Regions from separate parts of the Mus musculus genome. Here region 2 is linked to region 1. Evidence: chromatin contacts called from public Hi-C data. All regions are on one chromosome and are shown on one strand. Each heading gives the region's core, a stretch centred on a gene start, on an enhancer-like site or on the middle of the called end of the contact. The rest is flanking DNA. Distances are from core to core; before and after follow the strand shown.

Evidence for each region. A called contact is a pair of places that touch in the nucleus more often than the background predicts.
Region 2: a Hi-C map of B cells shows a contact between it and region 1, with 8 read pairs. The contact joins the promoter of Klhl11 here to the promoter of Ezh1 in region 1. A contact is called at or near these places in 3 of 39 promoter capture datasets (hippocampal neurons and liver) and 1 of 484 Hi-C or Micro-C datasets (B cells).

Annotation. Positions count from the first base shown.
Region 1 is chr11:101,224,265-101,229,755 of GRCm38.p6, forward strand. It overlaps Ezh1 (enhancer of zeste 1 polycomb repressive complex 2 subunit), which reads right to left and starts at 2,199. Exons shown (of 21, transcript NM_007970.3): 1 at 2,132-2,199.
Region 2 is chr11:100,471,459-100,477,424 of GRCm38.p6, forward strand. Klhl11 (kelch-like 11) reads right to left here and starts at 1,324. Exons shown (of 2, transcript NM_172565.2): 1 at 723-1,324. The coding sequence starts at 1,270. It overlaps Acly (ATP citrate lyase), which reads right to left. Exons shown (of 28, transcript NM_134037.3): 28 at 4,894-5,880. The coding sequence ends at 5,786.

The sequences.
Region 1 (5,491 bases), core at 949-3,448:
TGTTCAATAGAACCAGGCCATCCCCACTGCAGACAAGAGTAACAAAAATCAAAACGGATTTGGTTTTCTCCGGGGATGCTTTTTTTTTTTTTTTAAATTTCCAGGACCAGTGGAAGAGAGCTGCCTTGAAGATATACAACCACATTAGCCTGCTATAGGCAGGGCCCTGCCCTAGCTGATTATGAACTACATCAGCATAAAGTTTTGTTGGGGACCATCCATTATCATTCAATAAAAACCAGACTCTTCGGTTAGACATGAGTCAGAACATCCACAGAAGGCTTTAGAAGGGTGTGTGCGCCACATCCCCTCAGATGTTTCCTTTTTACAGATGGTTCTTCCAGGTTTACATACTTTTGTGGTTGTTTTGACACAGAGTTTCATTTAGACCAGGCTGACCTTGAAAAGGCTGGCCTTGAACTCCTAAGCCTCCTAATTCCATTAACGGAGTTCTGGGATTCTAAGGCTGCAACATCACAACTAGCATCCTGTTTATGTGATTAAGGTCTTCTCTCCTAACATGCATTCACTCCTATGTGAGCTGGTTATCTCCCTTCAGAGCCACAACTGGGTTTCCAAGGCTGAAAACAGGTTTCTCAAAAATCAAAAGACTGGGGCAGCGGTCAAACCTTCTCAGGCTGGAAAGACATCCAATGTCCTTTCCTCGTCTTAAAATCTTTGGGTGGAGGGTGAGTCATACCTTTTAATCCCAAGAGGTAGAGGCCTGAGGATCCTGTGAGTTCAAGGCCTGCCTGGTGTACAGGGAGAGTTCAAAGATAGCCAGGTGCTATGCAGAGACCAAAATCAACAAAAATATTCATTGGGCTGAAGATTTCTTATTCTGAGATATCATGTAGCAAATGTACCCCAAAAGTCTCTACATTTTCAATGTCCTCCCTGTACATATCCAATTCTTTGTGATCCTTGGCTCTGTTTCCCAAGGCATAGGTTCCATACTTTGGCTAATCAGTTTACCCACACCTCCAACACTAACCTCCATCTAATCTATTTCCATTCTCTTCCTTGTGCCCCACCACCTACATCATCTCAGTGGTCACTTTGACCAAAGTAAGCTCGTCCCACATGGTGAAAAGCCTGCTCAGCGGTTAAGAACACTTGTTGCTCTTGCAAACAACAAGGACTGGCTCAGTTCCCTGCTCCCACATGGTGGTATGTAAGCATCCTTAACTCTAGTACCAAGGGATTCGATGTCCCTGGAACCATCCATACATAGAGTGCACACACATTAAAAACAAACAAACAAACAACAACAACAACAACAAAAACCCAAACAACTAAATCTTAACAATTCTCGCCAGGCGTGGTGGTGCACTCCTTTAATCCCAGCACTGGGAGTCAGAGGCAGGCGGATTTCTGAGTTCGAGGCCAGCCTGGTCTACAGAGTGAGTTCCAGGACAGTCAGGCTACACAGAGAAACCCTGTCTCGAAACACGCCCCCAAAAAAAATTCTCTTAAAGCTTTGTCTCACATCTACTTCCTGACAAGTTATGTCCCAAATATAGCACCTTCCCTTTTACTTCGGGATGCGTTCATTTACATATCGTTTCTGGGAATTCTGGGGACGGGAGAGACAGTCACAGTTTGAAGACAAATCCTCACTCAAACCCGGAACTAAAGTGAGGCGAGTTAGACCAGCGACAAGGTCCGGGAGCAAAATGTTGAGGAGGTGCCGCGCGACCCCGGGAATCTCGACCCTGACACTTGGGCGTCTTAAGAACCTCTCACACTTGGCGGGCATCTCGGCCTGGCCACCCCTTCCTCAACATCACTCAAAGCCTCTGCGAGCCCGAGCCACCCGGGCCTCTGGCCCTCCCGCTTACAAGAGTCAGGGTCCCCTGGCAGACGCCAAGGCCCACCCACGTTGGCACGGGCCACCAGCCGGGTCCGCCCCCGCCGCGCCCCCTCCGCCACGCGGCCCCCCGCAGCTCGCACGCGCTGTCGCCCCGGGTCCCACCACACTCGGGACGACAGGCTTCGCGCTACCCCGGGTCAGGCAATGGTGTGGCCCTCAGTTTCCTCATTTCTTCGCCTCCCCAGCCCTGAGGTTCAAGCGTCACGCCAAGCCCAGGCCCGGCCCCACCGCCCAGCCCCGTCTTGTTTACTCACTCACCCTCCATCCTGAGACGCAGCCACCCGCCACTAGGACGCCTGCGCGCTACGGCCACGCCCCTGCGCCGCGGCCACGCCCCGCGCCTCCCCTCCGTGCGCGTGCGCACTCTGAGGGTGGATCACCTGGGCTGCGGTCTTCGCAGGTGTGTGTTTTCGCTAAGGTGATGTAGCTCTAGTCCGACACTTTCCTAGGTGGCGCTGTCAGAGAAAAGTCATCCTGGAGCCACAGATCTCTTCTTGAAGACTTTATTCAGCAGCGCACCATTGCCAACCGTGTTTAGACAACTTACAAGTCAAATTTTGGAAGACAGCCTGCCTCTGCCTCCCAAGTGCTGGGATCAAAGGTGTGCGCCACCACGCCCGGCTTGAGAATATTGTTTTAATATTTATTTATTTATTTATTATATGTAAGTACACTGTAGCTGTCTTCAGACACCCCAGAAGAGGGCATCAGATATCATTACGGATGGTTGTGAGCCATCATGTGGTTGCTGGGATTTGAACTCACGACCTTCAGAAAAGCAGTCGGCGCTCTTAACCGCTGAGCCATCTCTCCAGCCCTCGAGAATATTTTTTAAACCTCTCCACAAGATACTTAATATTACAAAAAGGGAATAGTAACTATAGAGGCAAGAAATATCCATCATCAGAAACGAACAGGTTCTTTTTTTCAAAATATTTTATTATTTATTTATTTGCGTATGTGTGTTTTAATACATGCTATGGTGGTTTTTGGTTTTGGTTTTTTGTTTTTTTGGGGGGGGTGGTTTTTCGTTTTCGTTTTGTTTTTGTTTTTTTCGAGACAGGGTTTCTCTGTGTAGCACTGGCTGTCCTGGAACTCATTTTGTAGACCAGGCTGGCCTCAAACTCGGAAATCTGCCTGCCTCTGCCTCCCAAGTGCTGGGATTAAAGGCATGCACCACCACTCCCCGGACTTTTAGTTATTTTTTAACGATGCATTTGTTTGTTTTAGTGTGTGTGTGTGTGTGTGTGTGTGTGTGTGTGTGTGTGCCTGGGTGTATGTATCTGTACCATGTGTTTGTGGGCATACTTGGAGGCCAAAAGAGGCCATCAGATCCCCTGGGACTGGAGTTGCTAACCGTAGTGAGGTACCATGTAGGTGCTGAAGATCAAATCTTGGTCCTTTTTAAAGTCGCCTTTGTTCTTATCCACTGTACCATCTCTCCAGCCTCCACTATTCTTTTCCTTTTATCAAAAACTTTGGAGGTAGGTATAGTGGTGGCACACATCTTTAATCCCAGCACTTTGGAGGCAGAGGCAGAGGCAGGTGTCTGCAGAAAAGGGACTGAGGTGCATATTTTACATATCAAAGTGGACCTGGCCTCCAAGTTCTCCCAGCAACCCTTCAGTTCCTACCTGGCATACCCTGCCCCCAACCCTGAACTTTCCAGCCCAGGGGCTGGGCTGCTGTTTCTCCAGAGAGGTTCTTCCCTGTATAATCCAGACATTTCTCATGCTGGCGCTATCCGGCTCTGCTCGCGCGCTCAATCTCTCTCTCTCTCTCTCTCTCTCTCTCTCTCTCTCTCTCTCTCCTCCCTCCCTTTCTCTTTTCCTTTCTCTCTTTCCCTCTTCCTCCCTAGCCCCACTTCCCCATGGCAACTCCCCTAGCCACAATCCTTGAGGGCAGAGAGCAGCTTCCTAACAAAACTGCCTTTAATTAATATAATCTGGCTTGAATTGGCTCATTTCACCGGCAGCAGAGAAATAACCTATCAATAGGTAGGTAGATTTTTATGAGTTCGAGGCCAGCCTGGTCTACAGTTAGTTCCAGGACAGCCAGAGCTACATAATGAAACTCTGTCTCAATAAATGAATACAGAAAGGAAGGAGGGATGGGAGGAAGGGAGGGAGGGAAGGACAGAAGAAAGAAAAGAAAAAGAGAGAGAGGAAAACCAACCTTTGGGTTTCTAGGCCAATGAGCTGGCTCAAAGTAAAGGTGCTTTCTGTGCAAGCCTGGTGACCTGGTGACCTAGGCTTAATCCCCACAATCTACACAAAAGTGAAAGGAGAAAAGCAACTCTACAAAGTTAATCCTGGGACCTCAAAAGTGGCCATGGCACTCCCACCCACCCACGCACACCCACTGCTGCTGCTGCTGCTAGTAGTAGTAATAATAATGATAATAATAAATTTAAGCCGGACGTGGTGGCACATTCCTTTAATCCCAACATTTGGGAGGCAGAGGCAGGTGTATTTCTGAGTTCGAGGCCAGCCTGGTCTACAAAGTGAGTTCCAGGACAGCCAGGGCTACACAGAGAAACCCTGTCTCAAAAAACCAAAAAAAAAAAATAATAATAATAATAATAATAATAATAATAATAAGTTTAAAAGCAAAAAAGCCATTTTATTGTTTTCCTCTTGTATCTATTTGTCCAATAACCAATTAACTTAAGTATTCCTTTATGCTGTTTTGGGTCTTTTTTCTTCTCTGTAACCTTGGCTGTCCTGGAGCTCACTCTGTAGACCAGACTAGCCTCAAATTCAGAGATCTGCCTTCCTCTTGCCTTCCAAGTACTGAGATTAAAGGTATGTGCCACCATTGCTCGGCATTCCCTTATAATGTTTAATCAATCTAAGGGACAGCCTGGGCTTTCGGCGTTGTAAAAACATTTGAAGTAATTATAGAATGTAGCCAAGTTTGAGACCCACTGCATTGCATTTATAATTAGTGAAGTGTTGCCAGAGACAGAATCTCTGAAGTGATAGAAATAAGATTGAGCCAAAGGTGCAAGAACACAGGCAGAGGTTTCCTGGATTTCAGTTCAGGAGCAGAAAGGTCTCAGCACTGACCAAAGAGATCAGACATTTTCCCCAACAAAGAGGAATAAGCTTCTATTGATTCACTGGGGTGGGCTAAAGGGCCAGCCTCACCTTGCCTGGAGAAGGTCAGGTGCTTGACCGGATACAACTGCGACAAAAACATGAGACTGAGGTCAAAGAAATCACACACCAAGCTTTTAACAGGGAGAATGCTGAGCTAGGGGCCCTAGCTTCTTTGCCTTCTATCCTCTTGTGGCAATACCTGACTTTCTCAAAATAATGTGTGTTATCTACAGAGAGGTTGAGAAGATCTGAATATCCGAGAGACATAGTGAGAGATTTGGGAACCACCAACAGGCTGATAACTGAAGCCAAGGGAGGGGACCCGGCCTTGGGAGGTGTGCCAAGTAACAGCGGGAGATGCAAAAAGAAAGACATTTGAGCTAGCAGAGGCAGCACGGCTACAGGGATGTTTCTGAAGTGGCAAGAAAGGGGGTTGAAACGATTCCTGGGGCTATGGAGGATGAGAGTTGGGGAGCTCACCAGAGTCCCACCTCGTCATTCATCCTAGCAGTCTTCC
Region 2 (5,966 bases), core at 74-2,573, 750 kb before region 1:
TCACTGCTGGATATACCCCCTCCCCCAGCACTGTAACGAGGTCAGTGTCTAGCGCTCCAGAGGTATGTGTTAAAGGATTTGTAACAGTACCAGCATCTCCACCTGCCTCCGAACCAACCTCTGTGGCGTCCTTTCTGGCTCCCCACAATCCATTTTCCACAATCCACTTTTCACTTTTGAAATATTTAAATATTTCGTATTTAAATATTAAAATCAGATAATCTCTCTACCCAGTTTCCCATCCATCACACTCAATAAAATCCAAACATTCCTCACACACACCCTCTGGTCTTTAAACCCAGCATATCCGGAATCGCTGGATTTTCTTTTTAACGTCCTTTCTTCTCTAAGCCAGCCTGGACCCTGACTGAGGCCTTTGGGAAGCCTGTAATGTGCACCCATTCCCTTTTGTACGGCCAATTTCTCTTGCCACTGCGAAGCTGGTTTAAATGACATTTCCTCCGATCCGTAGCTAGCCCTTCACCGTTTTTTAAATGTCATCATCACAGGAGTCGAACACGACCCACCGTTTTTCATCGCCTTTGTCCCTACCACCTGAAATCTGCGCTCAGGGGTGCAATGCGCACAAGCTAGACTCTCAGGGGGCATCCTCAGTGCCAGGCGCGGTGGCTGTCCCGTCGCGGGCATAATGAGGGAGCTGGCACCACAGACACTGCCCCCCACCCCCCAACCCAGCCCTCGCTCGCCCACGGTCGTCTCACCTGTCGGCCAGCTCCAGCACCTCGTGCACGCTGCCGGTGCTCACTCGGATGCGGCCGGTGTACATGTACTCGATAACGGCTTCCACCGTGTCAGGTTCGGGTCCGGGCTCTGAGCTCCACTTGCGCATCTCCACCCGGCCCGAGCGCGATTCCGAAAACTGACCCGAGAGTAAGGGCGTGAAGTACTCGGTGGCAGCGGCCAGCACCGAGCGGTGGGCACGGAACTCGCGACCTCCGGCCCCGCCGAAGCACAGGGTGATGTCGCAGAACAGGCCTTGACGCCGCTGCTCGTTCTGCCGCCAGGACAACTCGGAGCAGTGAGTGCTGCACTCGAAGTCCTCGGCCTCTGGGCCCGGATCGCTCCCGCCCGTGTCGACGAGGGTAGAGATGCCGGCCCCGGTCACGAAGTCTACCGTGCCACTGCCTCGGACCTCAGCGGCCAGGCTCGCGGAACCGGCGACGGCAGTCTCCATGCTCTCCATCTCCAGCACTTGAAAAGATGCAGCCGCGGCCGCAGCGGCAGCTGCCGCCGCCACAGCCGCCGCCATCTTGACGCCGCCGTACCGGCCCCCTCAGCTTCCGAACGGTGCGGCAAGTCTGATGCGACACAGAGGCATTCTGGGATTAAATAGTGCGCGCGGGGCGGAGCCGCGCCTGCGCACTTCTGCCGTGCTTACGCCCTCTAGCGAGGCAAGCGCAGTTCTCGGAGCCAGAAAAAAACTCAGGTCTACCTTTTCTCGCCCCTCCATTATGGTGGCCCCCTGTGCTTGTTTTGTTGAATTTTCTTCTACTTTATGTTGCTTTGGAGTGTATCCTCGCCATCACACGCACACACATTTTTTGTTTGTTTGTTTGTTTTTTAACTTTGTAGACCATGATAGCCTGGAACTCACAGAGATCCACCTTACCCCTGCCTCTGCTGGCCTGTGCCAATCCCAGCACTTGGGAGGCAGAGGCAGGCTGATCTCCCTGAGTTCGAGGACCTAGTCTCAGAAAGGACAGCCAGGAATACACAGAGAAACCCCGTCTTAAAACACAAAACGATTGACTTTGGAGAGAAAGTAATTTTTAAATTTTATTCTTATCAAAGTGTCTGTGCACAGGTCCTACAGAGGACAGGTAGGTGTTAGATTCCCAGTAGCTGGAGTTAAAGGCGGTTAAAACCCCCCTGATAAGGGTGTTGGGAGCCAACAATCAAACTGATTCTCTGAGAGAGTACTCCTAACTGCTAAACTATCTTTCCAATCCAGGAGGGGGGCAGTATAAAGAAAAATAACTTCGTTAAAGTTATTTATTTTTGCAGGTGTCTCTCATGTAGCCCAAGGTGGCCACACACTTGCTGTGTAGTTAAGGATGACTTTGAACTCCTGATTCTTCTCCTGGATTTTGGGATTACTAAAATGTTCCTGAGCACACCCAATTTTGTTTTGTTTTGTTTGTTTGTTTTTTGTTTTGTTTTTTGAGACAGGGTTTCTCTGTGTAGCTATGGCTGTCCTGGAACTCACTTTGTAGACCAGGCTGGCCTCGAACTCAGAAATCCACCTGCCTCTGCCTCCCAAGTGCTGGGATTAAAGGCATGCGCCACCATTGCCCGGCGAGCACACCCAATTTAACATGAGCTATGTAAGAAACCAGGGCAAGCCTGGCGTGGTGGCGCACTTCTTTAATCCCAGCACTCGGGAGGCAGAGGCAGGCAGATTTCTGAGTTCGAGGCCAGCCTGGTCTACAGAGTGAGTTCCAGGACAGCCAGGGCTACACAGAGAAACCCTGTCTCGAAAAACAAAAACAAAAAAAAAGAAACCAGGGCAGTTTAGTCACCCCAGCACCAATAAGTAAATAGCCCTAAAAATTACATTTATTTATTTTTATGGTAGGGTATTCGTGTGGAGTACAAAGCACAATTTAATGAACATCACTACGTTAGAGGATAGAACTCGAACTTGAGTCATTAATTAGACTTGGTTGGTGTTAGGTGCAATTAGCCATATTTTTTGCCCATAAAACAGAATATTTGTTTGTTTGTCTGTTTGTTTATAGGCAGGGTTTCAGCTAGGTAGGGGTGACTGTCCTGGAACTCACTCTGTAGACCAGTCTGGCCTTGAACTCACAGAGTTCACCTGCCTCTGCCTCCCAAGTTCCACCGGGCTGAGAAAATTATTTTCAAAAGGTAGTAAAGCATAAGACTTTGAGTCTTAGGCTGGTAAAAGTAGCACACACCTGTAACTCCAGCCGTTGGGACGCTAAGGCAGAATCATTTGTGGGAAGACAACCTGAGCTGTCTCAAAAGAAGACCGAGTCTCAGCTAGGTGGGTGAAGGTGAGGAATTACTTATGTCTGATTTCCTAAAAATGGATGTTGCCGACCTTGGAAGAACACAGAATGAAATGGAGGATCTTTGAATTTCAGAACAGGCTAGTCTAGTGAGTTTTGGGACAGCCAGGGCTACATGGAGAAACCCTGTCTCAAAAAAAAAACAAGTTGGGCATGGTGGCCCACGCCTTTAATCCCAGCACTCAGGAGGTAGAGGCAGGCGGATTTCTGAGTTCGAGGCCAGCCTGGTCTACAAAGTGAGTTCCAGGACAGCCAGGGCTACACAGAGAAACCCTGTCTCGAAAAACCAAAAAACCAAAAAACAAACAAACAAATAAAAGCCTTTAACTCTTTTTACATTCTTTAGTATAGGTGTGTAGTATTGTCATTGCATGTGCCTTGCACACCTAATGTTAGAGAACTTTTCCTTCCACATCATATTTACATGGTCAGGCTTAGCAGCAAATGTCTTCACCTGGCAAGCCTTCAACTTGATTTTTTAAATGTCACTGATAGAGGATGGATTGTACCAGGACAAAAGAGGAAATAAAGGCACCAATTAAGTAGAGCAGATATGGATCAGAGGAGAGTTCAAGGGTAAATGAACAGAACTTGGAACCCAGTAGAGCAGAAGAGCAACTCTCCAGCTTTTGGCTTGAGTAATAGCTAGAGCTATGGGGTACCATTCATTAAGGGGAAAGTGTTGTGTTAGAAGCACGGCTCCAAACAGACTACACCAGGTCAAACAGTTCCATGTGAGGTTTACTGTAGAAGGGCAGAGGTGGCAGCGAAAGAGAAATTAAAGGGGTCTTCCTTTTATTTGGATAGTGACATAATAGCTGCCAAGTGGATTCTGGGGATATGGTGGTGGCTGCCTTGGCAACAGGTGCGCAGGTCTGTGGGTTCGGAGCCGATCCTGATACCAACAAAAAGTGCAGTATAGAAGTGTATTTTCATAAGCTGGTGTTTTAATAGCTTTTTCTTTTGGAGGATTTTTGTTTGTTTGTTTGTTTTCGAGACAGGGTTTCTCTGTGTAGTCCTGGAACTCACTCTGTAGACCAGGCTGGCCTCGAACTCAGAAATTCACTTGCCTCTGCCTCCCAAGTGCTGGGATTAAAGGAGTGCGCCACCACGCCTGGCGGAGGATTTTTTAAAAAAGTACTTTTGGGGGCTGGTGAGATGGCTCAGCGGTTAAGAGCACTGACTGCTCTTCCAAAGGTCCTGAGTTCAAATCCCAGCCACCACATGGTGGCTCACAATCATCCGTAATGAGATCTGATGCCCTCTTTTGAGGGTGTTTGAAGACAGCTACAGTGTACGTACATATAATAAATAAATAATCTTTTAAAAAATTACTTTTAACTATGTGCAGGGTATGTGCACACGAGGCCACCGGTGTAGGATCCCCCGCAGTTGGAGTTACAGATGGTTGTAGACAACCCACTGTGGTTCTGGGAACTAAGCTCAGCACCCCAGGATGAGCAGCAAATGCTCTGACCCCCCAAGCCCCTTCTCCAGATCAGTCTTTTCTGTGTTTGAAGTCAGGCTCTCTATATCCTAAAGCCTAGAAGGTACCACATACACTAGGCTGGCCTTGAACTCTGATCTGCCTATCCCTGCCTTCCAAGTGCTGGAATTAAAGGTGCCACCAAGCCTAACCTTTAGGGCTTTTATATCCTTTGAGGGGTTGGGGGCACTGAATACATACTGGGGTTTTCATTATCTTCCTTTTCAAGAGGCAAAGGCAGATTTTAAAATGATAAAGCCAAGAGCTGGGCATAGCTGGTGCACGCAGAGGTCTACAAGTTCCAGGACAGCTTTGTCCCAAAAGCAGAGGACACGGAACATAAAAGAGCATCACGCCATTGTTACTATCTAGTTTATTTAAAGCAAACATGATAGATAACACAGAGAAGAGACTGAGGTGGCAGCTGCCCAGAATCTTTGTGGGTTACAGATGCAGAACAGCTGTGAGTCTTTGGACCCACACTTCAGTAACAGACAAGTCGGCTGCATGAACACAGAGGACACTGACACAAGACATTTCACAGCTTTTTGCTTTGCGTTTCCATTTTAAACACTTGTATGTTACAACTTGACATTTAAGTTACTACACCACATGTGCAACAATGGCTAAGGATACAATGGTCCCAGCCCTCCTCCCCTTGACATAAGTAGACACTGGTCTGTAACATGGAACATTTCAGTGGGATACTAAATAAACCCTTAACACATAACATAGAAAAAAAAAAGATCCTTAAAAATCAGATTAATACAGTGTTCTTCACGTTGTGTGAAGCTGAACGGGAAATGGGATACCAGACAGTGGTCCTACAGATAGTATCTTAAAATCTTAAAACTTGCATTCCCTTCCTCTAGAGGAAAAATAAATTTTTTAACTAATTAAAAAAAAGAAAGCAACATCATAAGGCCCTAGAAGAACACTATTCTGACAGTGCTTGCTGAGACTTTTCCATATAATAGATACAGCAGGTAGCAGAGCAAATGTCACAGGTATTGGCTTGGTTTTAAATTTCTATGCTTATATATAGAGAGATATATAAAAAAAATACTAAGCTTCTTTGTGTGGACTGAATGGGCCTGTGGGTGTCGGCCTTCCATGCCTGCACATCAATGGCTATTTCCGCTCCAGGCCCAGCCTATACTGGACTCTGCTTCCAGCTATCTGTCCACTATATTGTTGAGGAGGGGGTTTTTGTCTTCCTTTTCCTACAGTAGGGCTCCTGGCTCAGTTACATGCTCATGTGTTCTGGAAGAACATAGGAAATGTCATCCCAGGGGTGACGATACAGCCCTTGCTTCAGCCTCTTCTGGTCAAGGTAGTGCCCTAAAATGGAGTCAAGATGTCTGTTATTAGTTTCAAAAGCCATGGCAGAGGTCGGAAAATGGGAGGGAACTTCTTCCTGACGTACA